Linked DNA regions of Zea mays: region 2 is linked to region 1. Evidence: chromatin contacts called from public Hi-C data. All regions are on one chromosome and are shown on one strand. Each heading gives the region's core, a stretch centred on a gene start, on an enhancer-like site or on the middle of the called end of the contact. The rest is flanking DNA. Distances are from core to core; before and after follow the strand shown. Region 1 holds the start of LOC100286026. Region 2 holds the start of LOC100381567.

Evidence for each region. Hi-C and Micro-C count contacts between places; a contact is called where the count stands out from the background.
Region 2: a contact with region 1 is called in a Hi-C map of leaf, with 5 times the contacts expected there. The contact joins the promoter of LOC100381567 here to the promoter of LOC100286026 in region 1. A contact is called at or near these places in 4 of 25 Hi-C or Micro-C datasets (endosperm, leaf, leaf mesophyll and 1 more).

Annotation. Positions count from the first base shown.
Region 1 is chr4:33,511,655-33,519,167 of Zm-B73-REFERENCE-NAM-5.0, reverse strand. It overlaps LOC100286026, which reads left to right and starts at 2,740. Exons shown (of 13, transcript NM_001158914.2): 1 at 2,740-3,036; 2 at 3,127-3,328; 3 at 3,425-3,504; 4 at 3,593-3,820; 5 at 4,593-4,718; 6 at 4,799-4,879; 7 at 5,051-5,192; 8 at 5,298-5,476; 9 at 6,639-6,794. The coding sequence starts at 2,947.
Region 2 is chr4:33,659,807-33,667,319 of Zm-B73-REFERENCE-NAM-5.0, reverse strand. LOC100381567 reads right to left here and starts at 4,768. Exons shown (of 2, transcript NM_001174392.1): 1 at 4,253-4,768; 2 at 2,757-3,696. The coding sequence starts at 3,327. The coding sequence ends at 2,866. LOC100276817 reads left to right here. Exons shown (of 3, transcript NM_001150526.1): 3 at 6,405-6,903. The coding sequence ends at 6,448.

The sequences.
Region 1 (7,513 bases), core at 1,491-3,990:
CCCCTAGATCGACGTGGAAACATTCGCGGCTTGGGCTGCAGTCCTCGTCATCGAGGCTGCGGCTACCGTCGGAACAGTCAGAGAGGCAGTAGTCACATGCGGTCATGAAGTCCCGCAAGGCACTGGGGTTGCCAAGTCCAGAGAAATCCCAACAATGCTGGGGTCGTCGTCTTCCTCGGACCCAGAGGGCCTGTAGGTCGAGACGTCCGTCAACCGGTCCCAAGGTGACCGCATGCGAAACCCCAGAGGGTTTGGACTCGCCTCTACGAGAGCGCCCGCCAAAGCGAGGTCGCTAGGCGGGTTGAGGCTGAATCCAAATGATGTGGGATGGGAATCGATCGGTACCTCTTGGTCGACGAGCGGCGATAAAGTCACGTCGGGGACTGACTGCACCGTCGTCTCAGGTACGAGGGCGACGCCCAGCAAGCTTTTCGCGAGCACGCTGGCGTCGTCCGCTTGCTCGGGATTGGCGTGTCGCGGGGAGACGGCGCTCGTCTTCGTCTCAAGCGCGAAGTCGATACCCGGTACGCCCCCCGTTGGGGTGCCGGCGCCGTCGACTTGCTCGACAGCCGATGAGGCGCTGCCTCCTGCTTGGCCTTGGTTGCCCTGCCTTCCCCTCCGTCGGCGGGGAAGAAGGCGGGACGAGGTCGAAGGTTGTTCTTCCACCACGCGGGGAAGACGTCGTCGATTCCGCCGCCGGTGGGCGGGCTGTCGGCCGCCATTGTCGTCGTCGCGCGGCGGGGGAAGGAGTATCATGTCGTAGCTGCCGTCGAAGGACATGAACTCAAGACTCCCGAAACGGAGCACCGTCCTGGGTTGGAGAGGTTGCTGGAGACTGCCCATCTGGAGCTTGACGGAAAGCTGTTCGTCAACACGCAGCAGGCCCCTACCTGGCGCGCCAACTGTCGGCGTCTCGAGACCGGGGGGTCCCTAAGGCCGACGAGTGAGTGTCGCCGCGTGCCCCATCCCAGATGGGTCGAGCGCGAGGGCGAGCGCGAAGGGGGGAGAGCGAGGCGGCCGGAGACCGGCGTGAGAGAGGTGGGAATCCCGCGGCCTTCGTGTTCGTCCCGCGCCCAGGTCGGGTGCGCTTGCAGTAGGGGGTTACAAGCGTCCACGCGGGAGAGGGAAGCGAGCGGCTCCAAGCGAGCGCCTGTCTCGTCCCCACGCGACCAACCCTCTCTAAGAGGGCCCTAGTCCTTCCTTTTATAGGCGTAAGGAGAGGATCCAGGTGTACAATGAGGGGTGTAGCAGAGTGCTACGTGTCTAGCGGAGGAGAGCTAGTGCCCTAAGTACATTCCGTTGTGGCAGCCGGAGAGATTTTGGCACCCAGCTGGTGTGATGTCGTGGCCGTCGGAGGAGCGATGGAGCCTGGCGGAGGGACAACTATCAGAGCGGTTGGGTCCTTGCTGACGTCCTCTTGCTTCCGTAAGGGGGCTGAGAGCCGTCGTCGTCATAGAGTATGCGGGGCGCCATCATTGCCTATCTGGCGGAGCTAGCCAGATGGGACGCCGGTCTTGTTCCCTGCGGCCCGAGTCAGCTCGGGGTAGGGTGATGATGGCGCCTCCTGTTGACGTGACTGGCCTGCGCCCTAGGTTGGGCGATGTGGAGGCTCCTCCGAAGCCGAGGTCGAGTCTGTCTTCCGTGGCCGAGGCCGAGTCCGAGCCTCTGGGTCGGGCGAGGCGGAGGTCGTCGGCTGAAGTCAGAGCGGAGTCCGAGCCCTAGGGTCGGGCGAAGCGGAGTTCGTCGTCTTCCGGGACTTAGCCCGAGTCCGAGCCCTGGGTCGGGCGGAGCGAAGTTCGCCGTCTTTCGGGACTTAGCCCGAGTCCGAGCCCTGGGTCGGGCGGAGCGGAGTTCGCCGTCTTCCGGGACTTAGCCTGAGTCCGAGCCCTGGGTCGGGCGGAGCGGAGTTCGCCGTCTTCCGGGACTTAGCCCGAGCCCGAGCCCTGGGTCGGGCGGAGCGGAGTTCGCCGTCTTCCAGGACTTAGCCCGAGTCCGAGCCCTGAGTCGGGCGGAGCGGAGTTCCCTGTGGTGCCTTCGGCAGGGCCTGACTGCCTGTCAGCCTCACTCTGTCAAGTGGCACCGCAGTCGGTGTGGCGCAGGCGGCGCTGTCCTTTTGTCAGGCTGGTCAGTAGAGCGGCGAAGTGACGGCGGTCACTTCGGCTCTACCGGGGCGCGCGCGTCAGGATAAAGGTGTCAGACCACCTTTGCATTAAATGCTCCTGCGATTTGGTCGGTCGGTGCGGCGATTTAGTCAGGGTTGCTTCTTAGCGAAGGCAGGGCCTCGGGCGAGCCGGAAATATGTTCGCCGTCGGAGGGGGGCCTCGGGCGAGACGGAAATCCTCCGGGGTCGGCTGCCCTTGTCCGAGGCTAGGCTCGGGCGAGGCGTGATCGAGTCGCTCGAATAGACTGATCCCTGACTTAATCGCACCCATCAGGCCTTAGCAGCTTTATGCTGATGGGGGTTACCAGCTGAGAATTAGGAGTCTTGAGGGTACCCCTAATTATGGTCCCCGACAGTACCAATCAGAGCATTCAATAAATTAAAGTGACCAATCAGCTAATCTCCTGTCTCGAACATAGAGCTAAGACACTGTGTCTTCGTCAAGGTACATGTCTTGAGTTTTTTTACATTCACCCTCTTAGATGCACTCTAAGACACAAATTAAGACAGCCATTCTCTACCCGCGGGTAACTGCTGCACAAGGAACAAATCGCTGGAATTGGTCCCACCAGTGGTGTCTGACCAGTGTGCCTGCCATCCGGCTGCCAAACGAGCCGAGCCGGTGAGGGTTCTCGTTCCTTTCTTCCCCACTACAACATCTGTCACCGTGAAATCTCGGCTACCTCCTTCTGACTTCTGGTACCTCGCCGCCGGGGACCCAACTCCGATCCCCACCCCACCATACCAAAGCCACCGCGGCTGCGGCTGCGGCTTCCGCATCATCAATGGTGCTGATCACTCTCGTCCGCGACTACATCGACCGCATGCTCCACGACATCCCGGGCATGAAGGTCCTCGTCCTCGACCCCCAAACCGTACGTGCGCCCTCCCCCGGGAGACCTCAGCTCCGGCTCGCGGCCCGCTCCTCCCCGATTTTTGATCTGACCAGATCCGTGCCCTCCCAGGTTGGGATGGTGAGCGTGGTGTACAGCCAGTCGGATCTGCTGCGGAAGGAGGTCTTCCTCGTCGAGACCATGGACAACGCCTCCAGCTCCAGGGAGTCCATGGCGCACCTCAAGGCCGTCTACTTCCTCCGACCCTCCGCTAACAACGTCCAGAAGCTCCGCAGGCAACTCGCCATGCCGCGCTTCGCCGAGTACCACCTATGTGCGTCGTTAGTCACCGAATTGCTGTGGAATTTTTGTTCTCTGGAGTTGATTGACTTGGTTCTCATTTTTTTATTAATGGTTTATGCCTTTGCAGTCTTCTCCAGTATATTGAAGGTCCCGCAGATTCAAATACTTGCTGACTCGGATGAACAGGAGGTTGTGCAGCAAGTTCAGGTCAATGTTCCATACAATCCGTTTACTTATTAGAATGGCAAATTCAAATGCTGAGGATGACACTAGCTTATGTATATTTATTTTTCAGGAGTTCTATGCTGATTTTTGTGCCATTGACCCATACCATTTCACTCTCAACATACAAAATAACCACATGTATATGCTCCCAACAGTGGTCGACCCTCCTGGTATGCAAGGCTTCTGTGATCGAGCCGTCGACGGCATTGCTTCTGTCTTCTTGGCTTTGAAGCGCCGCCCTGTTATTAGATATCAGAGGACATCAGATGTTGCAAAAAGGATTGCACAAGAAACTGCGGTGGGTCAACTGTCATTGCAAAACATTGCTATTCAAGTCCCAAAACTAGACTATCAATTTAAAGGTTCCATATGCTGTGCTAATCAATCGCAGCTCTTCAGATTTTTGTTACTCCAACACATTTCAGGGTGCTAACTCACATGGGCTTAGTTTAGATTTGTTATGTGGCACATTAGTTATTATGGTTTTTTTTCGTTAATTCTAGTAAGGCTTTTCTACTATGGTTCAGCCAGAGACGCTTTCAACTAACTACGATAATAGGAAAACTAGAGAACCACAACTTGTTTAACACTTAGGTCATTACCTTAAAATTTGTGTTGAACTAGGGAAATAGCTATGACTTCGACTATTTCACAAGCAATAAGAATGCTACATAGACATGGAATGCCAGAAGGGTATAATTATCTTCTGTCATCTAAAAACGTGGAATAGTATAAATGTAAGAGGTGGCATCTGGAGTTATTTTTATTGTTTGGGTGCTTTTTGAGTGTTATCATGCATGTGTGATATATTCATAAATGTGAGTGCCGGAGTGCGACACAAGCGTTCTTTTCTTTATTCAGTCCACTAGCACCATTCATTATACACTTCTTAAGTTCTTAACCTACAAGCTCGAATAAGTTCAATTTGTAGAAGAGGAACGGCAAAATATCTTCTGTAATCCACTTCATGTTTTGTGACAGAAAACCAATAACGATTTCAATTGGAATATTTATTTGAAATGAAAACCTATGAAACTTGTTCTTAAGCACTTATAATTTGGGCTATGCAGAGATTGATGTATGAGCAGGAAAGTGGCCTGTTTGATTTTAGACGAACAGAAAACTCTTCTTTGTTGTTGGTGATCGACAGAAGGGATGATCCTGTTACGCCTTTACTTAACCAGTGGACATACCAGGTAACCTGAAAAGATCTTATCTGTTTTTCCTGTTCAAATGTACTTTTCTTATTTTACAATTGGTCTTCTATGGATTGCAGGCTATGGTTCATGAGCTTATTGGAATCGAGAACAACAAGGTGGACCTTATGGGATTTGCTAATATTCCTAAAGACCAGCAGGTTAATAAATTTTGTATTTCTCTTATGTAATACGATGAAACAATTGTTAAGTAATTTTGGATGTTGAGCCATTTCAAATGTACTTAGTACTTACTTGGGACTAAAAGGCTTTGTTTGTTTGTTTGTTGTTGTTGTTGTTGATGATGATCCATTTCAATTGTACTTACATAGGAGGTTGTTCTATCATCGGTTCAAGACGATTTTTTTAGAGCTAACATGTTTGAGAACTTTGGGGACCTTGGTATGAACCTCAAAAGAATGGTAGATGATTTTCAACATCTTTCCAAGAGCAGCCTTAATCTCCAGAGCATAGGTAATTTAGACTTCATTTTGCATTATATCATGTGACATAAATAAAACATTAAAAATGTAACATGCCAATATGATTTTGCAAAATCTAATGTGTTAGTGGTTTTAGGTGACATGGCAAAGTTTGTGAGCAACTATCCTGAATATCGAAAGACACATGGAAATGTAACGAAACATGTAAATTTGGTGAGCGAGCTGAGCAGAATTGTGGAGGAAAGGAAACTTATGCTAGTTTCACAGACAGAACAAGAGCTAGCATGTACTAGTGGACAAGCAGCAGCCTTTGAGGTATGCATTTTCATGACCATATATATACATATGCTATTTGGCACCAGCTTCCCCCTAACCTGTCTCGTGCGCACACGCCCATCAATAAACCTTCCTCCCACTCTCCCAAAAAAGGACGTATCTATACATGGCTTTGTGTTCCACTTAAAAAAATAATATCTACTAAACGGAGTGTCAAAATTTGAAACCGATTTCACCATTGTGTTCGTCGCGATGAAAGCTTCAAAACTAGATCCCACTTGACATATTTATCCTAGAGTTCATCAGAGTCATTCATTCCATCTTTTATCCTTCTCATTCATGAGAATTACTGAGATACAAGTCATTTATCGAGTCAGTCATTCTATAAAAATAGGTGTTACAGAAAAGAAGTGAACAAACTCAATCATTCTATGGATACTCAGTCATTCCATCTTTTTAGCCTTAGTCGTTCATGAGAATAGCTGAGATGTCGATCATTTAGCGAGTCAGTCATTCTAAAAAAGCAGACATTACAGGAAAGGAAGTGGTTTCTTGTGGCCCATACACATGAGCCACCATGGTTTGCCATCAACTAGGAGGAATTGGATAAAAGCACAATGAACATCTACTTGAGAATTCCCAACAGGGCCAAAATTTTGCTTTCATGCTATAATGATCCCTCCACTAGCATCCACAGATTGTACAAACACAGAGTGGCAGAAATACACTCCATCTTTGTTTCCTGGAGGCAAATAGTATCTGTTGAAGTGTATAAGTGGATTGCCTACGTTCTCTTAGTAGCTTAAGTTTTTGTGTTGAACTGGTTAGTGTGTCCACTCTAACATTGAGGGTTTGAATCTACCAGTTGTACAGAAGTACTAACTAAAGTTGTTCTCTTTTGTGCTAATGATACGATTATATCTGTGTGTCCAAGGTGGCATTGAGGATCTGGGGTCTTTCTGTACAGAAGTGTACTGACTGAGTGCTCAAAATTGTTCAGAACCCATCTTTATGCTTTTGCATGTCTTATTTAATGTAACTGTGGGCTTTGGAAAAAAATGGTTGCAAGCTTCCTAAGTTCATTGCTTTAGTATTTGATGTTAACTAAAAAAATGCTAATGTACTCTGTTTTGCTTTATTGCTACCTCTGTACAGGTCAAAACTATGCCTCTTCTTACAGCTGTTTACCTGTTTTCTTCAGGCTGTCACTTCCTTGCTAAACAATGAAAGCGTATCTGATATTGACCGCTTACGATTAGTAATGCTCTATGCTTTGCGGTATGAAAAAGAGAGTCCAGTTCAATTGATGCAACTTTTCAACAAATTAGCTTCTCATTCTGCGAAATACAAGTCAGGGGTATGCAAATTTCACTAGTTTTTGTGCTATATCATGCTTTTCTCGTAAGTTCTATTGAGTAACACATGGTGCTTTGGTTGTGTCATTGTTAATTGCCTTTCTGGTACAGTCCCCCCCCCCTCTTTTGCAGGAAGATGGTTTTGAATCATAAATGTTTCATGTTTGCACTATTGACATAATCTAAACATGCTTCCTGTTTATAGCAATGACATTTTTTTGGTGCGTCATGGACAGTTCTGCTCGTGGGCTATGGAGTCCGCTATAATTTGTATTCTGAAATACATTCTGAGTCTGCTATAATGTGTCTTCTAAAATACATCCTTGATTCCTTGTGATACATTCATTATACTGATCAGTTATTGGATCTGCTTACAGCTAATGTTCTATTCAATTTTCTTTGCTTGTAACCAGGTTTCAGTTTCACTTGGTCGTAGCTTAGCTCTGTGAATGGATTGTACCTGTAATAAGTGATTAGTCCTTTTTGGCTAGATATTAAAAGCAATGCTATCTAATTAGCCATTTGAGCCATGTAAGGCCAGGTAACAAAAATGATGGAAATTTTTAAAAACAAGCTGATAAGAAAGCCACCGGAAACTAGCTGATTAAGCCTGCTTTCTATCCTATCACTACCAGTCAAGGCTGTTCTTCCAAGGAGAACTGGTTAAGGGAACCGTGCTCATGGAGTCATGGTTGTTATCATTAGGCACAAGACAACCAAA
Region 2 (7,513 bases), core at 3,519-6,018, 150 kb before region 1:
GAATTGTTGATGATATCCCCTGATGACTCTCTCATATATATATATATATATATATATATATATATATATATATATATATATATATATATATATATATATATATATATATATATATATATATATATAATATATATATATGGGCTAATACGGACCTTAACACACACCCCTCAAAGTCAAGGCGGATCAGAGACATTGAGTTTGAGTAAATGTAGTCGACGATGCTCCCGAGTTTGAGCTTTAGTGAAGAAATCTGCCAATTGCAAATCTGAAGGTACATATTGTAGATTAATTGTCTTCTAACGACAATGTGATCGAGTAAAGAAGGCATCTACGCCAATGTGATTTTGAAGGTCATGTTTCACTAGATCATTAGCAATATGTATAGCACTAGTATTATCACATAGAAGAGGTGTAGGACCATCACACACAGTACCAAAATCAGCCAGTAACCAACGAAGCCAGACAATTTCTGCAGTAGTGGTGGCAAGTGCACGAAGTTATGCTTCATTACTAGAGCGAGAAACAACAACTTGTTTCTTAGATTTCCATGCAATAAGAGAGGAACCAAGAAAAATGCAATAGCCCATGACAGCAACGATCATTCACATCACTGGTCCATGTTGCATCAGAATAAGCATAAAGCTGAAGCGGACTGCTTTGAGCATAAAAAGACACCTAGTGGATGTTCCTCGTAAGTAGCGTAGGACACGAAGCAAATGTCCATAATGCACCGAAGTTGGAGTACTCATAAACTGACTCAAGATATGTACTGCATGAGCTATGTCAGGTCTTTTCACAGTAAGATAGACCAGACTTCCCACAATATGGCGATACCGAGAAGGATCAGCAAGAGGTGTGCCCTCAGATGAGCGGAGCTGTAAGTGAAGATCCATAGGGGTGGTAGCTGTCCGAGTATCAATAATACCAAATCGTGCAAGAAGATCTTGAATATATTTGTGTTGTGAAAGGTAGTAACCTTTGGTGGAGTGCACTACTTCAATGCCAAGGAAATAGCTTAGGGAACCAAAATCAGTCATCATGAACAATTTTCCAAGTTGCTTTTTCACAGAGGAAATGTGTTCCTCATTGTCACGAGTAATCAACATATCATCGACATAGAGTAGAAGTAAAGTACGTCCTTGTGGATTGATGAACAAAAAGAGCAGGATCATGATTACTAGGTGAGAAACCAGCAGCCATAATAGCAGAGGCAAAACGCTCAAAGCAAGCACGGGGAGCTTGATTAAGACCATATAAGGCACGCCGAAGGCGACAAACAGAACCAGAGGAGGGAACCTCAACACCTGGAGGTGGCTTCATATAAACTTCTTCATTTAAATTACCATGGAGAAAGGCATCCTTAACATCCATCTGGTGAATTTTCCAAGAACGTGTAGCGGCTACGACAATCATAGTACGAACTGTAGTCATTTGGGCAACAGGAGCAAAAGTCTCGTCAAAATCTCGACCCTGACTTTGCTGAAAACCTCTAGCAACAAGACAAGCCTTGTATCGCTCAACAGAACCATCTGATTTGGTCTTGACTTTGAAGACCCATTTGCATGTTATAGGTACAGCATGTGACGGTAAGGAACAATATCCCAAGTACCGGTGCGGTCAAGTGCAGCAAACTCCTCAATCATAGCAAGTTGCCATTCATGAATACTAGCAGCTTCCTGATAAGTAGTTGGTTCAACAATTACGGCAACAGAACGTGGATAATGATAACGATCTAGAGGTGCTATTGTAGTACGATCACGTAAATTATATCCCTGGGCAACCAGCAACTCATCAGAATTGTTAGTATCATAAAAAACAGGAGTATCAAGACTGGCCAGAGGCGACGAGACAGGTGGAGGGTTAGTGGGACAACGAGTATAGACACGAGTAATAGGTAGTCGATCTGACGAAGCTGGAGGTGAAGATGTCTCTGGTGGAGATATAGACAAAAGGGGATCAGACAAGTGTGGGGATAAAACAGTGTCATTATTAGAAGGAAAGGACAATAAAGATGTGGTCTGTAAAGGAGAATACGAAGAGGAAGTAGAGGAATTGTAAAAGAAAGGACGGTTTTCAACAAATACCACATCACGTGAAATACGCATGTGGCGAGCTGAAGAATCATAGCATCTATAGCCCTTATGCTCAGAACTATATCCTACAAAGACACACTCGACAGATTGAGCAGTTAATTTGGTGCGCTCGCGGGGTGCTAGCAGAACATAACAGGTGCAGCCAAAAAATCGAAGATGGTCATAGCTAGGAGGAATACCAAAAATACCTCACCCGAGCATTTGTTGGCTAATTTAGTTGATGGTTGTCTGTTGATTAGATAAATAGGAGTAGACACAGCTTCACCCTAGAAGTGAGATAGAACAAAAGAAGCAATAATAAGGGTGCGAGTTGTGTCTATAATATGGTGATGCTTCCGTTCAGCCACACCATTCTGAACATGAGCTCCAGGACATGAGAGTTGGGCAAGAGTACCCTCGGATGTCAAAAACCGACAAAACCTATCAGGCAAGTATTCACCACCAGAGTCAGAGCGAAAAATTTTAAATGGCAAGAGAATTGAGTATGTATCATCCGTGTGAAAGACTGATAAATAGAATATAGCTCAGAACGATGTTTCATGAAAAAAAACAAGTATATTCGAATGATCGTCTATAAAAATGACATAGTACTTATGACCTCCTTTTGTGGGAAAAGGAGCAGGACCCAATACATCAGAATGAATAAGTTGAAAAGGGCGAGTTGAGTAAGAAGCACTAGATAAATATGGAAGTTGTATTTGTTTACCAAGCTTACAACCCTTACAATGAAAATTTGACTCAATGTTGGTATGACCTAAACATCCTTTATGAACTAGAGTAGATAACCTAGACCCACATAAGTGGCCAAGACGATGATGCCATTGAGCAAAAGATGAAGTGGACACATCGGATGAAACACTGGCAGTGTAGACAGGAGGTAGACGTAAAGAGTCCAGAGTATAGAGTCAGGAAGATCTCTATGGCGATGGCCAGTCCCAATCACAGTCCCGCTTCGACGATCCTGAACAAAACAAGATGAGCTGTCAAAACCAACAAAACAGTTGCGGTCTGTAATCTGAGCAATAGAAAGTAAATTCATGGAGAGCTTAGGTACAAAAGAAATATCAGGTATAGAAAACTGGGAGGTACAGAGGGAGCCCTTGTGAGTTACAGAGCAGGAAGTACCATCAACCATTTGAACAGAAGACCCATTAGTGACTGTTGCACATGTATCCAACTGAGATTGATCTAAAGTTACATGAAATGAGGCACCAGAATCAACAACCCAACCCATGTGGACGGAGAAGCACTGCCAGAGATAGCAGCAACTCACACTGAACCCTTGGATGGCCCATGCCCTTGATTAGTACGGTGAGAACGAAACTCCGCTAACTTCTCTGGATACTTAAGAAAACATTGATCAGACCGATGTGTAGTCTTGTTGCAATGCTTGCAAGGCTCAAAGTAGCCACCTTTTCCACCATACTTGTGAGAAGTTGCTAACACTTTATAGGACACATGAGTATGAGGTACAAACATAGATGAGAGGCGAGTCTCCTCAGCAAGCAAATCAGATAAAGCCTCTGTCATGGTCAGACTTGCAGATCTATGAAGCAATCTGGTACGAATAGCCTCAAAATCTGTCTTGAGACCCATAAAAAATCTGTATGTGAAGAATTTTTCAATGAACTTATGTGCAGTGCAATCATCAGCAGTGCATGAAGGAACCATAGACATTAAAGGATCCATCAGGCGATCAAAAGCTGAATAATAATTATCAATGGACAGATCATGTTGCTCTATTAAATGTATTTCTACATAAGAGTATGAAGAAGAGCACCACTATCTTGAACATAACGCTTCTGTAAATAAAACCACATAGCTTTTGCAGTCTTGAATGAAGAAAGACTCATAATCATGGATGGCTTGACACTGTTAACAATATCAGCCATCACATTTCCATCATTAATTGTCTAAGTCTTGATTTCAGAAGCATTAATGTTATTTGCAGTAGGCACAGGTAGATCATCAATCAAATGAAAAGCAAGACCATGACCTCGCAAAGCAGTTTCTACACAGAAGGACCGTTCATGGTAATTTTGACCATTCAAAGTGATGTTGATAATAATTGTATTAGTGTGTGATATGTTATACTAGCACTGAAGGTTGTTTCAATCAAACTTGTAGGGAAGGAAAAACCCAGCAGTATCCAAACTGACCAGAGGACCAGCTTGATGCAGACAGGAGCCATCGGCGGAGCAGAGGGCTGGATCTTGACCGAGGATGAAGAAAGCCTCGTCTGGACGATGTGACAGAGCAGAGCTTGCGGGCCTGAGCGTGAGATCGCTGAGCAGAGGCCGGGGCGCGAGATCCAGGCGGAGCAGAGCCTGCGTGTTGACGCGCTGAACCTTGTGGTGGCGTTTGGCGCCGCCCTTGTCCGGACGCCGGTGAGAGAAGACAACCGGGCGGAGCAGAGACAGCCGGGGCGGGACGGTCCGAGCGGGGAGGAAAGAAAAAAAAATCTGGCCGCCGGTGGAGACGCGCGCCACCAGAGATCGCGGAGTAGAGGCCGGTGGCAGACGTGGAAGGCCGCGACGACGGCTGAGTGAAGAGGCAAGACCGCGACGGCGGCCAAAAGTGGAGGCGCGACGACACCCGACGAGGAGACGCGACGGCGACCGACGAACCGCGACAGCGGCCCAAAGGTGGAGTCGCGACGGCGCCGACGAGGAGTCAGGATCGGCGGCTAATAAGCCGGATCTAATTAGCTCTTTTATACCATGTTACGTAAATCACGTACCGGGAGATTGAGACATTGGCCCTGGATCCTTCAAGCCTGGCTAGAGCTAGAGCTAGTTTCTAGCTCTAACTCTATCCCAAACTAGCTCTAGCCCTCTACGTAGAGATGGCCAAACGGGCCGCCCGGCCCGGTCCGGTCCGGGCCTGGTGAAGCCCAGCCAAAAATCGGGCCGGGCCTGCTGTGCCAGCGGGCTTAATTTTCTGTCCAAGCCCGGCCCGCAGCGGGCCTAAACGGGCCGGGCCGGCCCGTTTAGCACGAAAAAAGCGGGCCGAAAATCGGGCTAAACGGGCCGGTAAGCACGTTTTAGTGTAAAAAAAACCGGGCTTAACGTGCTTAGAGGTAAACGGGCCGTGCCGGGCTAGCCCGCCGTGCCTAGTTTCCTGTCCAAGCCCGCCCGCTTATTCTACCGTGCCGGGTTCGGACCGGGCCCAAAAAGCGGGCTTCGTGCCGGGCTCACGGGCCTCGTGCTTTTTGGACATCTATACCTCTACGTGTTTGGATCGAAGGGCTAGTTTACAATAAATGCTATTTTATAATCATTTGTCTCATTTAAATCTTTCCTTATCCGGATTTTGTGTGGCAAACTCTTGTGTGGCTTCTCCCACACACAAATAACACAAATAAACTCTTGTGTGGCACGCGGTGGGCGATACGAAGGAAGCACAGAGCCGCTGGCACGGCCATCGAACAGACCATCAGAGTCGGACAGGATGTTGCCGTATAGCTGAAGCCCCGGGAAACCATCAGTCTCCGGCGCCTGCGAGTTGAGGTCGAAGGCATCGCCGTCCATGGCAACGGTGAGGCTGCATATGCAGTAACAAAATGAGCCAATCACAGTAGATAAATTAGTAAATTATAATAGTCGAAAATGCATTCAATAAGAAATTAGCCAAAACAAATCCGTTGTTTTCCTGTTCTTTCCAATGTGGCCAGCCGTGCCCCTCCACTACCTTTCCATGGATCAAGAAAAGAGGGAGGAGGAGGCTGAGGGAACGGAGGGAGGCGACGGCTGACCTGCTCGAGGACGGCGGCGTTTCTTCGGTTCGAGGACGGCGGCGCCGGTCCTTCTCTGCGTATCGAAGAAAAGAAATGGACCCAGGAACGTGCGGATCCCGTGCGGAAGGATAAGAGAGAAAAAAGGATTTTGGTGGTTCTTCCAACAAACTAGCCCCAATAATCACCCCTTGGTGGGGAGAGTTTTTTGGGATGGGCTAGTTGCAAAAAACTGGCTCTAGCCCTCCTGTTTGGCTACTTTTGGGCTAGTTTGGCGCAAACTAGCCCAAACTAGCTCTAACCCTTGGATCCAAACAGGGCCATTGTTGATGATATCCCCTGAGGACTCTCATATATATAGATAGGTATATGGGCTAATATGAGCCTTAACACCCATAATTTGATCTCTCAGTTCAGATAATTCAATTGTTCTGCTTGTTAGCCAATAATGTTTATCTTGGAGCTGACTGCCTACTCTTATCCATTTTTCTCCACTATTGATTAGCTCTAACTTCTGCAATACCCAGGATATTATGCCTAGTTATCTCATTGACTTTCTTGTTCTCTTGGGAATTCAGCTGCTGCTGCATTGGTGTATGCATTCTGTAGAGGAGTACGATAGCGGAACTTCTGACAACGTCGAAATTCATCGGTTCAGGAACCAAAAACATTCTGCCCCTGATATTGTGACATGAGAACTGGCTCATGGTTTTTTAAAGTTCAATAGCTTTCCTGTAATTGTTGTTAGATCTGATGCGCTCTACTGATTCAGTTTCAGAACATGAAACTGCTGAAAGCGTCATGTGGAAGTAATGGTGAATGGTTCTGCGAAGTAACATCTATTCTGTTCGTTGCGGCTTTAACCTAGCTGTTCAGACTGCTGCAATTGTAATTAATAGAGACAAAATATTGTAGAAAAAGTAAACCAGCGAGTTGTATTTGCCATCGTCATCTCCGTTGGGTGATGAAATGATGGCAAGAATAGATCTGGCTGATTTTGCCTGTACTTTGATCCTGACACGTCAGAAATGTTAATTGCGTCTACCTTTTAGTCATGGACTGAAAATCTTGGTTGCAACAATTTGTGTGCTGATAAAGCTAACAGGACATCCCTCCCTTCGTTGCTTGATATTTTCACCAAACGAGTGAAAGTTTAGGTTGTACAACGGGCAGCCCAGTGTGCATCTTCGAAATAATCCTTCCTGCCAATATGTTTTTGAACCTCCTTGTTTCGAGTATTTTTTTTTTGGAGGGGGTGTCTGTTGCCAAATTTCTGTCAGAATTGAGGCCTCTTCACTCCGATTTTCTAGAAGTTGGAAAATGACGATTTTTTTCAAAAACCTTGTAAGTGCCCGTGCTTCATAGTGAGATCTTAATTTCTAGCTAACTATTAGGTACACTATCAACTACCAATTAGTCTATTAACATGTTCAACCTAGCTAAACTCATTTAATAGTTAGCAAACTAATTCTACTACCAATTTTTTATCTAGCTAGCTATTAGCTTTAGTATATTCAAATATGTCCTGAGAGAATACTCAAATGACACATGCACCCATAAACCTAATTAAGGAGTTTCTCATTAAGGGCCTGTTTGTTTACCCCCATGGATTATATAATCTGGATTATTTTTGGAGGATTATATAATCTGGATTATATAATCTGATTAGTCCTGTTTGTTTACCCAG